2 separate regions of the Xenopus tropicalis genome follow, and region 2 is linked to region 1. The links are chromatin contacts, called in public Hi-C maps. All regions are on one chromosome and are shown on one strand. Each heading gives the region's core, a stretch centred on a gene start, on an enhancer-like site or on the middle of the called end of the contact. The rest is flanking DNA. Distances are from core to core; before and after follow the strand shown.

Region 1 (5,972 bases), core at 1,044-3,543:
CACTACTTTTTAAAGCACATTCCTTCTATATTTAGATGAGTACAGTTCATTGGCACAATATTGCTTTTAACACAATATGTCAGGGCTTTTTGACATTTATAACACTGCTTTTTGGAGATGCCTCTGGCTGATTTAATAGTAATGGCACTGCTGGCATTATGCGAGAAACTTGCCTCATGCAAAGGCATGTGCATTTAGCCAGATCTGAATCCTGTGTGGTGAAAATTTTTCAACTCCCTTGGTCATATGACAAAATGTCAAGTGATTTAAGGATTCAGATTTGGTTCAGCCTGGCACGTGAATTCGGCCAGATCCGAATCCTGCTGCAAAATGTGAATTCTGGTCAATCCCAAGCCGTATACTGGATTCAGTGCATCCCTACTTTTAGCTTTTCTACTGATAAGTAGCTTTTTATTGTTACTCTAATGCTTAGCTGGCCTCCAGTCCTGAATACTATCAAATGTTTCTGCCAGTACAATAGCTTTAGGAAGACCATTTCAATTTTTATTTAAAAATAAAAACTTTTGCACCATAAAATAAAACCTTCTTTCTTCTAATCCTAAGGCATGCCCTAATGTCTCCAGAAAAGATGTACTGGCCAGTAAGGAATTTTATCTTTCTAAAACACCTCTTTACTATAAACAATCCCAGCCTAGTAGTCTTATCTCAATAACTTGGATCTCACATAATATTTATTAACTCAGTAGCCCTTCTCTCAACACTTTTTTAAAAATACTCTGTAAGCTTTTTGGCCAGGGCCTTCTTTATGTTATGGGTGTTTTTTTATATTATTTTTGTATAAAGTCTGTTTAATCTATACACCCATTTATTGTACAGCACTGCGGAGTACGTTGGCACTTTATAAATACATGTAAATAATAATAAAAATCAGTAGAAAAGAAGGAAAATACATCACAGGTATTTGTCATTTTAACAATGTAACTTTTGAGCACTGACCAAAACCTGCACTGCATATTCTACCGTGTTTCCCCGAAAATAAGACACTGTCTTATATTTTTTTAAGCTCCAAAATATGCACTAGGTCTTATTTTTAGAGGATGTCTTATTTTTCCATGAAGAAGAATACAGTACACATTTATTCCATCGTTTGGGTGGGTGTCTTATTTTCGGGGGGTGCCTTATTTTCCGAGGGGGTGAAAAATCGGGGGGTGCCTTACTTTCGGAGGATGTCCTATTTTCGGGAAAACAGGGTAGATGGGGCCTTACTAGTACTTTGGAAAGGAGAATAATTACCTTCTCCTCCTATGTAGCTATATCCATTTTATTGTGATACAAAACAAATACTTGCACCAGGTACAGTATCCAAATGACTAGGCCATGGGACTAATGGACTGTTACCATAGCAGGGGGATTCCTATTTATTGTCAGCATCAAATTTGCCCACAAGGGTTCTAGAAGGACTACTGCTGGACTCAGAGACCATGTATACCTTCATATAACATTGTGTTTTTGTAGCATGGCCATTCAACTTAACTTTATGTGTCTTTATTTAAAGAAATTTAGAATTTAAATGAAATGAAGAGAAAGACTGAATGGGACAGTGATAATGAATTTTTTTATCTGTTATCTGCTATGTGCCTGTGCCTTTACTCCTTTGAATGGCTGCCTCCATGGCTACATAGCAGCTTATTTATATAAATTATAGTAGAATTTCTGAAGTAAACACACAACTTTTACCAGTGCAGGGCAGCAGCACATTATATTTTAGTTACTTTTATATACTTTCATTTTTTGGTGTTACTGATCCTTTAAATCTCAGCTGCAGGCGACTAATCTCTCTGAAATGCCTTCCCACCAGCAATAAAGTGAATCGCTGATGAAAAGGGATATGTGGCCCTTTGTTTTCTGAAGTAGCCCAAAGTTTCCTGCCCAGTCTGTCATTCAAACCAGTATCTTGACTATAGCAACTGGATAGCTGGTGAAATTATAAACAGCAGAACAGATAACCAAAAGATTTAAAATTTCAAAAAACAGAAAACATTAAAAATGAAATTGTTTCAGAACATCAGTGTATACATTATCCTAAAGGTTAATTTAAGAATGGTCTTCCCCTTTACAACAAAGAGCAAGAAAGCGACTGCATTTATTTAGCTGCAACAGAAGCCAGTGAACAGTCAGTGACCCCCAGCTGCCTAAAGTTGGGCAGGAAGTGGCGGCCCTGGCACTGCAGGGGTTAAGCCACCGCTGATCGCATAGACGCTCACAACTTTTTAGTTTATACACATTTCCGCATTGTCACCATTTCCTTTCTTCTCCCACCGACCGCTAAAGTATCATCTCCCTTTCTGCACCCCCAACCATGGATGACCCCGATCAACCGACCGACAGCCGCCCTGCTGCGCCCGCCCTGAGCGCCCTGATCCCGGGGAGGGAGTTCCTGAGCTCCCGCAAGGGGCAGCTGTTGCTGGCTGAATGGGTGAGTCACACATACTCCGTCGTTCCGTCCCCTGCATGCAGCTGGTAGCGACAGGCGCAGGGATGTGCGATTTTAACAACAGTGCACAATGGGATGTGTAGTTCAGCAGGATGGATATCGCAATCTGTATCTCCGAATCCGCCATCCTCCCTATATTGTCTTCCCTCCTTTTCACCCAGCAGATGTCGGTTATGTGGCTTCTTTTTCTTGGCCACAATATCCTCTTCACCAAAGCCCGTGATAGTGACTAATGCAATCCTTATGTGCAGGGAAAGTGGAGGGGGTTGCCTGCTGCCGGAGAGGGCTCCGGGTCTTTTCTTTATGGAAAAGAATTTCCTGCTCCAGCATGTGGATTTTAGATGGAGCCTAGTTTGTGCATGATTACACCATTAAGGTATGGGGACCATAGGGGCACAGTACTGGGGAGTGTGAAATATGTCTATTTAGAAGCCCATATCTTGGGAGCACAGTCAAAAAGATCTCCACCCAAGATGACTAATCAAAGCCAACTTTCCAAAATTGAAAAAATTCAGTGGTTTTAATGGACTGGGATGCTAAAATCTGCAAGTTGCTACAGTAGTGAATTTTAACAAAAAAGTAAGCTTTTCACTCTACTGCGCATACGCCGGCCCAGGGATTTTGCCGGCAGAGCGAACAAAGAAGAAGGAAACGTTCACTACAGGTACCCCGGGCTGGTGCAGTTTTCTCCGAACAGGGGTACAAGGTACCACATCAATGAGCTGATGCAGTCCCCAATCCGACAGGAAAATCAACCCTTCCCCGATCCATACCTGGACAATTTCTGGACAGATATTGATCGGAGAGAGATGTCGGGGGCCCCATACACAGGCAGATAAACTGCCGGATTGAATCGGCAGCTTAAAGGGGTTGTTCACCTTTGAGTTAAACTTTATTATGATGTAGAGAATAATATTCTAAGGCAATTTGCAATTGGTCTTATTTTATATTTTATTTATAGTTTTTTAATAATTTCACTTTTTGTTCAGCAGCTCTCCAGTTTGGTATTTCAGCAGATAATTGTATACCTTATCAGGCATGCAGTGGTTTGAATGAGAGACTGATATATGGATAGGGGGGGTCATGAATAGGAATATAACTAATAAAAAGTAACAATAATGAAAAAATTGTAGCCTCACAGAGCAATAGTTTTTTGGCTGCCGGGGTCAGTGACCCCCATTTGAAAGAAGAAGAAGGCAAATCACTTCGCTCACGTGCGCATGCGCAGTAGAGTGAAAAGCCGAACTTTAACAGAGAAGTCGCCTTTTCACTCTACTGCGCATGCGCCGGCCACTGGAATTTGCCTGAAAATGGAGCAGGAAGAAGGAAGCGCTCGCTACAAGTACCCCGGGCTGGTGCTGTTTTCTCCTAACAGGGGCACCAGCCCGGGGTACAAGGTAGGTGATTAAAGTCACTTGGGGGTGCCTAACATTTTGGCACCCCCAAGTGACTTTGCCTTTCCTTCTCCTTTAAAGGCGAACCACCGTGTATGGCCACTTTTATCCCCTCTATTCTCTGGGTCTGACTCTTTAAACAATGTAGCACTTGTTTGGAGTCAGAGCCAGCAGAGGATAAAAATAGGTAGATACTGCTATTTACAGACATTACAAACATTAAAAATGTTTTTTTGCTACATTTTCTTTCAATATGCAAAAAACATTTTGTGATGTGACTATCCCCATTAACAGTAACTATCGATTAAAAGATGGTAAAAGGTGCACCAACCTATATAGTGGTATAACTAGAATCTACTGGTGAATACAACATTTTTCCATATAGTGTATATTATATACTGTATATTTTATATATATATTTTATTTTATTTTTTTCTTTCTTTAACTGTCAGTGCCCTACTGGTTCCCTTATTTCGCCTGCAGTGACAGGGTCTTTTGCCTTTAAAACGATTTCCTTGCACCTATTTCGCTTTAGGAGTAGCACATCTTGTAAATTTTCATGAACAATTTAAAGGAAAAGTAACACTAAAATTTTTTAAGTAAAAAATCTATTCTACCCTGCCCCAATAATTGTCCTATCCTGCAAACCATTTAGTATTTTAAATGCTTTATTAAAAAATACCTGCTAAAACTTTAAATTTTAAATAAGGCGATACAGCGAAGGAAGGAGCAGCATCCACTATGCGACGATCGATTGATCGCACCTAGCCTTCCTTCTGTATAGGAAGGAGTCAGGCTAGGCTCAATCAAACTTATTTCGTTTTCTAATAAAGAATTCAAAATACTAAGTGGTTTGCAGGATAGGGCAATTATTGGTGCAGGGTAGGATAGATTTTTTACTTAAAAATTTTTAGTGGTACTTTTCCTTTAAAAGGAATTATTTAATCCCTTCTTGATTGCTTCAAAATATGACAGGGGCTTAGATTGTTTAGGATCCAGTAAGGATTAATTATATCTTAGTTGGGATCAAGTGCAAGCTACTGTTTTATTATTATAGAGAAAAATGAAATCATTTTTAAAAATGTGAATTATTTGATTACAATGGAGTCTATGGGAGATGGCCTTTCTGTAATTCTGTACCTGTACTGGTGCAAGCAAACTGCAACTTTTGCATGATTTCTCAACGTGAATGCAGATAGGTATCTACATTTGTAAATCTCACACAAGTTGTGGTGCATGCTACTTTACACTGTATTTCTGTGAAACAATGCTGATTTGTGGGTAAAAACAATACATTGTTTCCCAGAAGTACAGTGTAAAGTAGCATGCACCACAACTTGAGTGAGATTAAACGTGAATTTTGTATCTTGCACTTGCTATGTAAATTGGTCCTAAAACCGCAGCTTATTTACATACTTTATATGTAAAAGTCTTTTTTTTCATTGAAATCAGAATATTTGTTTGCAAAGCTTATACATGTGAAGTAAATTGTATTATACAATATTATACAAATATTATGAAGGCTATGCTATAACCTATGGACACTGGGTTAAAGTTGGTGCAGAAACCCACTTCTTTAAAGGGAACCTGTCACTCTAAGAAATAATTCCAAATTGTTTTGTATTGTGTTTGCCAAGCAAAATAAACTTCACTTACAATTTGGTTTCTCATCTAATTACTGTGTTGCCACATGCTGATTTAAAAAAACATTAAAAATAAAATATATATACTTATGCTAATTTTGTTTCAAGATTAGATTAGCATTTATAACCTTTTCATTTGCAATTTACAGGTGGTTTCATTCCTCACCTTCATCTGTTATGTGGCATCGACTGCAGTTGGTCTCATGATTGTACCACTCATAGAATTCCTATGGGCTCTCTTTACATTCTACGCCTATTCTTTAAAATACAATGAACAGTTAAAGGGAATTCTTTGGCCTCTTTTGGTAAGAAGCAGCATTCAGCATTGCATTACCTTGATGAAACCGCAGTTTTACATACCCTGATTTTAAGTTTTCTTTTTTTACAGATTTTTTTGCGCTCACTCCAGTATATAATGCATATTCCTGATTTTACATTTTTACATTTGATTTTTACACCGTTTTTTTTGGTCCCTTGAAA
Region 2 (5,881 bases), core at 1,580-4,079, 130 kb after region 1:
TATCTTGTGTGGGGGGACATCCTGATCACTCAAAAGTAAAAACTTCATTCAGTCAATTACTACTATTGGCATGCAAGAAGCATACATTTTGTATTTTATCTTAATATGCTGTTATAATTGCTATAAAGCAAATCATAAAGCCATACGCGCGTGTGCATGTATATGTTGAAGGACGTATGTGAGTACCAGAAAAAAAAACCCTATTCAGATTAAAAGGTACATCCTTCTAATGTTGCACCTTTACATAGAATATACAGCCTGAATTGTAATTACTGTCAACCTAATATGAAAGAACGTTTTTCAACCATGATTTCAAATGTATTACAAACTAGAGATAATACACATGAAAGTGCTATGATGCCCAGAAAGCAGAAGGTATTTCTTTTGTTCCACTTTATAGGGAACCTATCACCCACGCATAAAAAAGCTGTATAATAAAAGTTCCTTGCAAAGTAAACAAAAAACCCAAATTCCCTTTTTTATTAAAACATCTATACTTGATATAAATGTTTTTATACATCTGAGCGGTCAATCATATATTGGCTGGACTGCCTCATACATAGAGGCATGCAGTCTTTCACTTTCCATTCAGTGCTTCGTAAATGTCACAGCACATCCCACCTCCTCAATGTCCCTAATTGTGTATCCTGGGCATGGGCAATATATCCCCCATTCTAGACAAACAAGATTTTGGGGTGCCTTAATAACAGTGTCTACAAAATGGTACCTGCCTATGTGCTCTAAATGTGGATTCCCAGATTGAAGGAAACAACATTTAATAAAAGTATATAGGTCACGTACAAGTTTATTTTACTCATTTAACATAATAGAAAAGGATCTGGACTAATTTCTTATGGTAATTGGTGCCTTTTAAGAGCAGAGTCACACTACTCATAATCTGACACATAACTGAACTGCGGCATAAACAGTTGCGAAATTGCAATGTTAGTAGAGGATAATTGAATTAAGACATCATAAAAATTCTTATTGAATTACTGAATCGAAAGTACATGTGGAGGCTACTATCTTATTTGCCACCACTTACATTGCTTTTATTAATTATTACACTGGTACAAGCTGGCAATTACAAATAATGCATGGGGTAAGAAAAAAAAAAAGGGAATCTGAATTCTAATAGCCTACTTTTTCCAAATACTGCAGAATTGTTCACCGTTGTATGTTAATGAGAAATCAGCATAGGTTATAATTCAAAACATTATGTCCCATGATATTAACAAGAATTAATAAAGTTTCAAACAACAGGGTGTGGTTATTCCCAAGGCAAAAACAAGAATTGTATGAGAAGACATACACTGTTCCAATGAAAAGTACTAAAGACATCCACACTGTCTACATTATGCAAACCATCACCGTTTTATTTGAAATAACACTGTAAATATTTATTTCACATGATACAAACTTCAAAGCTAGTTTTAACTATTACATTCAGCTATTTCTGTACAGCAATAATTCAATATTAAGGCAAATTGTTATACTGCAATGGCAGCTATTTTCAGGTAATGGGATAAAAAAAATATATATTAATTCTACCCCCTAATTCTTGTACCCCCTAAGATACAAATTATCCTTATTGGATGCAGAACACCTGTATTGGGTTTATTTAATTTTTAAATGATTCTTTTTAGTAGACTTAAGGTATGGAAAAACAAATTACAGAGAGATCGCTTATCCAGAAAACATTCTGGATAATGGGTTCCATACCTGTTCTACAATTTGTATTAAAATATTAACCTGCATGATTAAGCCAACAATTTACAAGCATTTTAAAACCATTTCATAAAGCAGTGGTGGCAACAGCGCAGAATGCTGGAATCTGCTGCTAGCAATAAAATGAAAAATCTAATCCTAGATGTCACTGCAAGGGATAATTTAATGGTATGAAAAAAATGACTGTGGTTCAAGCAGTAGGAATTCAAATGAGCGAGGGAGAAGATCTTTAAATTGTAGTTTTCAATTGTCAAAGTATTGCACCACTCCCAACATTCTCCATCTGCCTGTAGAAATGCTGCTGGATGTAGCTCAAAGATGCCCAGCCTGCTTTTTTCCAGCTGTTCTTGATTCACTTACTCCCAGCACACTTTACAGCTTTCCAGTGTCAGTGAATGCTGGGAGTTGTAGTCCTACAGCCAGCAAGTTGCAAGTTACACATCCCTGTTGTAGTTTCAATAACATCTGGAGAAAAGCAGCGTGTACACCCATCAATCAAAGGGACTGCCATGCCTCTCATAAATCCCTTTGGGATAGAATTGCATTAGGGAACGTAACACAATGAGGCAAGTGGCAGTGTGTGCATGCTCTTGCATTTGCCTCACTTTGTTACACTGTCCTGTCATTCTGCCTGATTCCACTGTCAGACCCATCCGCCCAGCCAAAGCAGCGCTCAACAAGAAGGGGATACATGGAGTCAATGATGAAATTTATTTACTGTGTTCTGTCACCATTCTCATGGTCCTACCCTGACAGCAACCGCACTCGCCCCCAGTTCGGCAGTACAAACTCCTGTCAGTGAGTCAGAAGCTGAGGGAAGTTTAGCTGGGGCACTGATAAGACAGACGTATGCATTGGCTCCATGACAGCATGGCAGCCTGCGTCTAGTCCTGCTTTGCTTCTCACCATAAGCTCTGCCCTTCGTCTTCTTCAGCCCCTGCTCCGGGAGCATCCCCCCGGTCAGCGCCCAGCAGCTTCCTCTCCCCCGCCATCTTGCCACTGCAGCCACCACAAAGAATGACATCAACCGGTCCTGCCTGAGGACCCCAACTACGGAGGCGGCTCTGGGTCGCCTGAAGGCATCAAATCTCTCTTCTATTCTAGTTAGTGTTAGTTGACATAGACGCTCTATATAAACTGCGTCTGCGTTTGGCTCAACACAAAATACGAGGCGTTCAAATTCTTATTTATAAGGCAACTTCGCGGCCATCTAAAGCGTCTAGGTCTTTAGTGAAAGATGAAGTAATGGGTGGAGGAGCCGCCCTGTAGCAATAGTGCCACCTGTCGTTGTGCTTACATCATACCATTATAGGAAAACACGATTATATTGAGAAGCCACATTATTGTTCTGTCAGTTTTGTGAGACAGGTCTCTCGTTTTTACCCTCTCACTTGAAAGTTTAATTCCTGGATATATACATAGTTATAGCCTTGTAGCACGATATCCAAGCAAAATATTCTCAAATGTTAAATGTCCGATATAGTACAGAATATTCTGGGAAAGGCAATCGGGTATATGCATATTGATAAAACATTCTGATAGGGAGTGTTGGCTCTGAAATAAGACTCCCTTATCTCAGCCCTAACATATCCCATATCCTTTGAAATTAGGTAGGGAAGCCCCATAATGCATGGCAATAAAGAGGTGTTGGCCCATTAAATGAATCCACAGGATTACTATGCAGGACTGGAGAAACTGGGTGTGGTGAAATTGTAACGGCATGCTGGCCAAGCATTAAAGTAGTATTGGTGGGTGGCCATGGCTAGGATTGCTACCTTTAAAAAGAAAAAAAAAACTGGTAAGGAGGGCCTTGTGAAACCAAAGAAGCAGACAGTTTAAATCTCTTAAAAAACTTTTTTATTGTGCAAGGTACTATTCTGGAGGACCCATGTCTGGCTGGGAGTTGACACAGCAAAAGTGCAAGGGTATGCCTTTTTATGTAGATATGTGCAGGTCTGGGTTGGGATTCTAAATAGGCCCTGGCATTTCAAGTACACAGAGACCCAAACAATACCCCACCAGCCCACTATATAGTGACTGTCTATGCTCTATGGCATCTTCTGCCTGTGTCTACACACAAGCCAACCCATGCGTATCAGTACAGATAAGGTACAGATAAGAAAAGGAGCGCATGTAAGTGAATCAGCTTTTTTCTGCCTGCTTTTTCAATGATGCATAGCCCATTGTGCCATAAGCCTAAGTGGTCAGGTCAGGGATGGTACAATAGTGGGTTAAAAATGTTCTATTGATGAAAGGAGACAGGCGCAACCATAGGCATAGTCAAAAATTGTCCCTTCCACATCCCTTCAGCAGTCACTTTCCACATGCACCACAATGGAGATCAATGGAGACAGCCTTTTTCAACCAGATCCATAGGACTGAAGTTTGACCAAGTGTGATCAAGCAATGGCTCCATTCAGGTTAAGGGCTGTCCAACATTGCTGAAAAATCATTTAAATGGCTGACTCTGTTAAACATTTTGTAAACAGATTTAATGAAAGTGTTTTATTGTCAAAGTAAAACCACTGTGCCTATCTTTGGGGTAGTATGTTAAAATTTTGGCAATTCTGAAACTCTTTCTAAAACCAAAGCCCCTGCAAAGAGCGCTGGATGTTATGCCATTTTTTGATGGAATAAAAGTTAACTTTGTTTTTGAAGTTTAAGCCCAGAAACTGAAAAGCTTACTCTGAATACCTTATTTTTAATGGTACTTCCTATGACTATCAATACAATTTTAAAATCCCTGACCCTGTTGCAGTCATCAGCATTAAAGCTTCAAAAGGGTTTGGCAGCAGGAATTGGTGCCTATTAGCATATAACCATAAAGTCAATCCAGTAAATACAAATTCATAACCTTTTGCCATTAGCTGACATCTATTCTATGAAAAAAATCACCATCACCGTTTCTTACGGTGCCCCACCATGTTTTCCATTCTCATGTGTCCCTTGTGCAGCTGTGGGTTGGGCACATGCATAATGTAGTACTTCTTGGGGCTGAAAATAACAAAAAGGATACCTAGCAGATGCAAATGCATAGCAGTGCTGCTCTCTGCTGGTTAAGTCTGGTTAACATATATACATAATATATATTTTTATAAATCTACTACAGAATAGTTGAATAAGAACTCTATTTTTGCCATGTCTGTATTAAAATGATGTGATAGATTAATCTGGAAGCAACATCTCCAAAACAATGACCCATGGGAGAATGAGCCAAAGCCTGTGAGACAGACTGATCAACAGATACAGGGTATGACTAGACTCATCTCATGAAAGAGACACCTGTTTCTATTCTGATACTTTATCAACAGAAGATGTAAACATTCTATATGCATTTATATGTAATATTCTTGCCATATAGCTTTGCCATTTTGACAGTTCAAAAGCACTTCTGGATGACATGGTCATGGGCATTTTGCAATGAGGCGAGAAGAAATTACACATGCTCTCAAAGAGGGTTTGTAACATTACTCCAGGTTGTTGGTCATCTAGCTCTGCAAGGATATGCTGCCTGCTGCCCAGCCCCCAGGATGTCCAGACCCTCCACAGAATTAGGAGGAATGGTATGGGTTTCTGGGCAGTGGGGTTGCAGATGCCAAAGTAAACATACTGCAACAGATACCAAGACTTTTGCATATACATAATAGTGTGTCTGTCGAACGCCTTTCAGTTTACACAACACGTCAGGGATACCCTCTCATCCCCTCTAAAATTTTCACTAATGGTACAACCCTTAACCCAATAAATTAAATCAAACACAAACATCATAGGAATTCCAACCATGACCAGAATGCAGAAAATTATTAAAGTGCAGATGATATCCTCCTAGCTCTTGCAAACCCAAGAATATTATCAGTGGCATAATAATTAAGGAAGCAGGCCCTGTGGTCACAGGGGGCCAGGACTGGGGGGTCTGCTTTTTCCATTGCCGGTAGGAGAGCAGGCAGGGGGGCAGGGCGAGTCTACTCTGTGCGGGGTCCCTCTAAAGATTTTTTTGCACAGTGGCCTGGTGCGGAGTAGTTACGCAACTAAATAGCATTGCCAAATCTATTAAAAGAGATGTCACAATTCCATGTGGTTTCATGGCACAAAATAAAAACATCCAAAGTTCAGGCACTATCCATCAATATACCACAAAAAAAAACTTATTCAA

Evidence for each region. A called contact is a pair of places that touch in the nucleus more often than the background predicts.
Region 2: a contact with region 1 is called in a Hi-C map of neurula embryo, with 2.5 times the contacts expected there. The contact joins the promoter of dync1li2 here to the promoter of cmtm3 in region 1. A contact is called at or near these places in 2 of 5 Hi-C or Micro-C datasets (gastrula embryo and neurula embryo).

Annotation. Positions count from the first base shown.
Region 1 is chr4:57,912,458-57,918,429 of UCB_Xtro_10.0, forward strand. cmtm3 (CKLF-like MARVEL transmembrane domain containing 3) reads left to right here and starts at 2,294. Exons shown (of 5, transcript NM_001112977.1): 1 at 2,294-2,437; 2 at 5,642-5,797. The coding sequence starts at 2,321.
Region 2 is chr4:58,039,983-58,045,863 of UCB_Xtro_10.0, forward strand. dync1li2 (cytoplasmic dynein 1 light intermediate chain 2) reads right to left here and starts at 2,830. Exons shown (of 13, transcript XM_004913576.4): 1 at 2,635-2,830. The coding sequence starts at 2,720.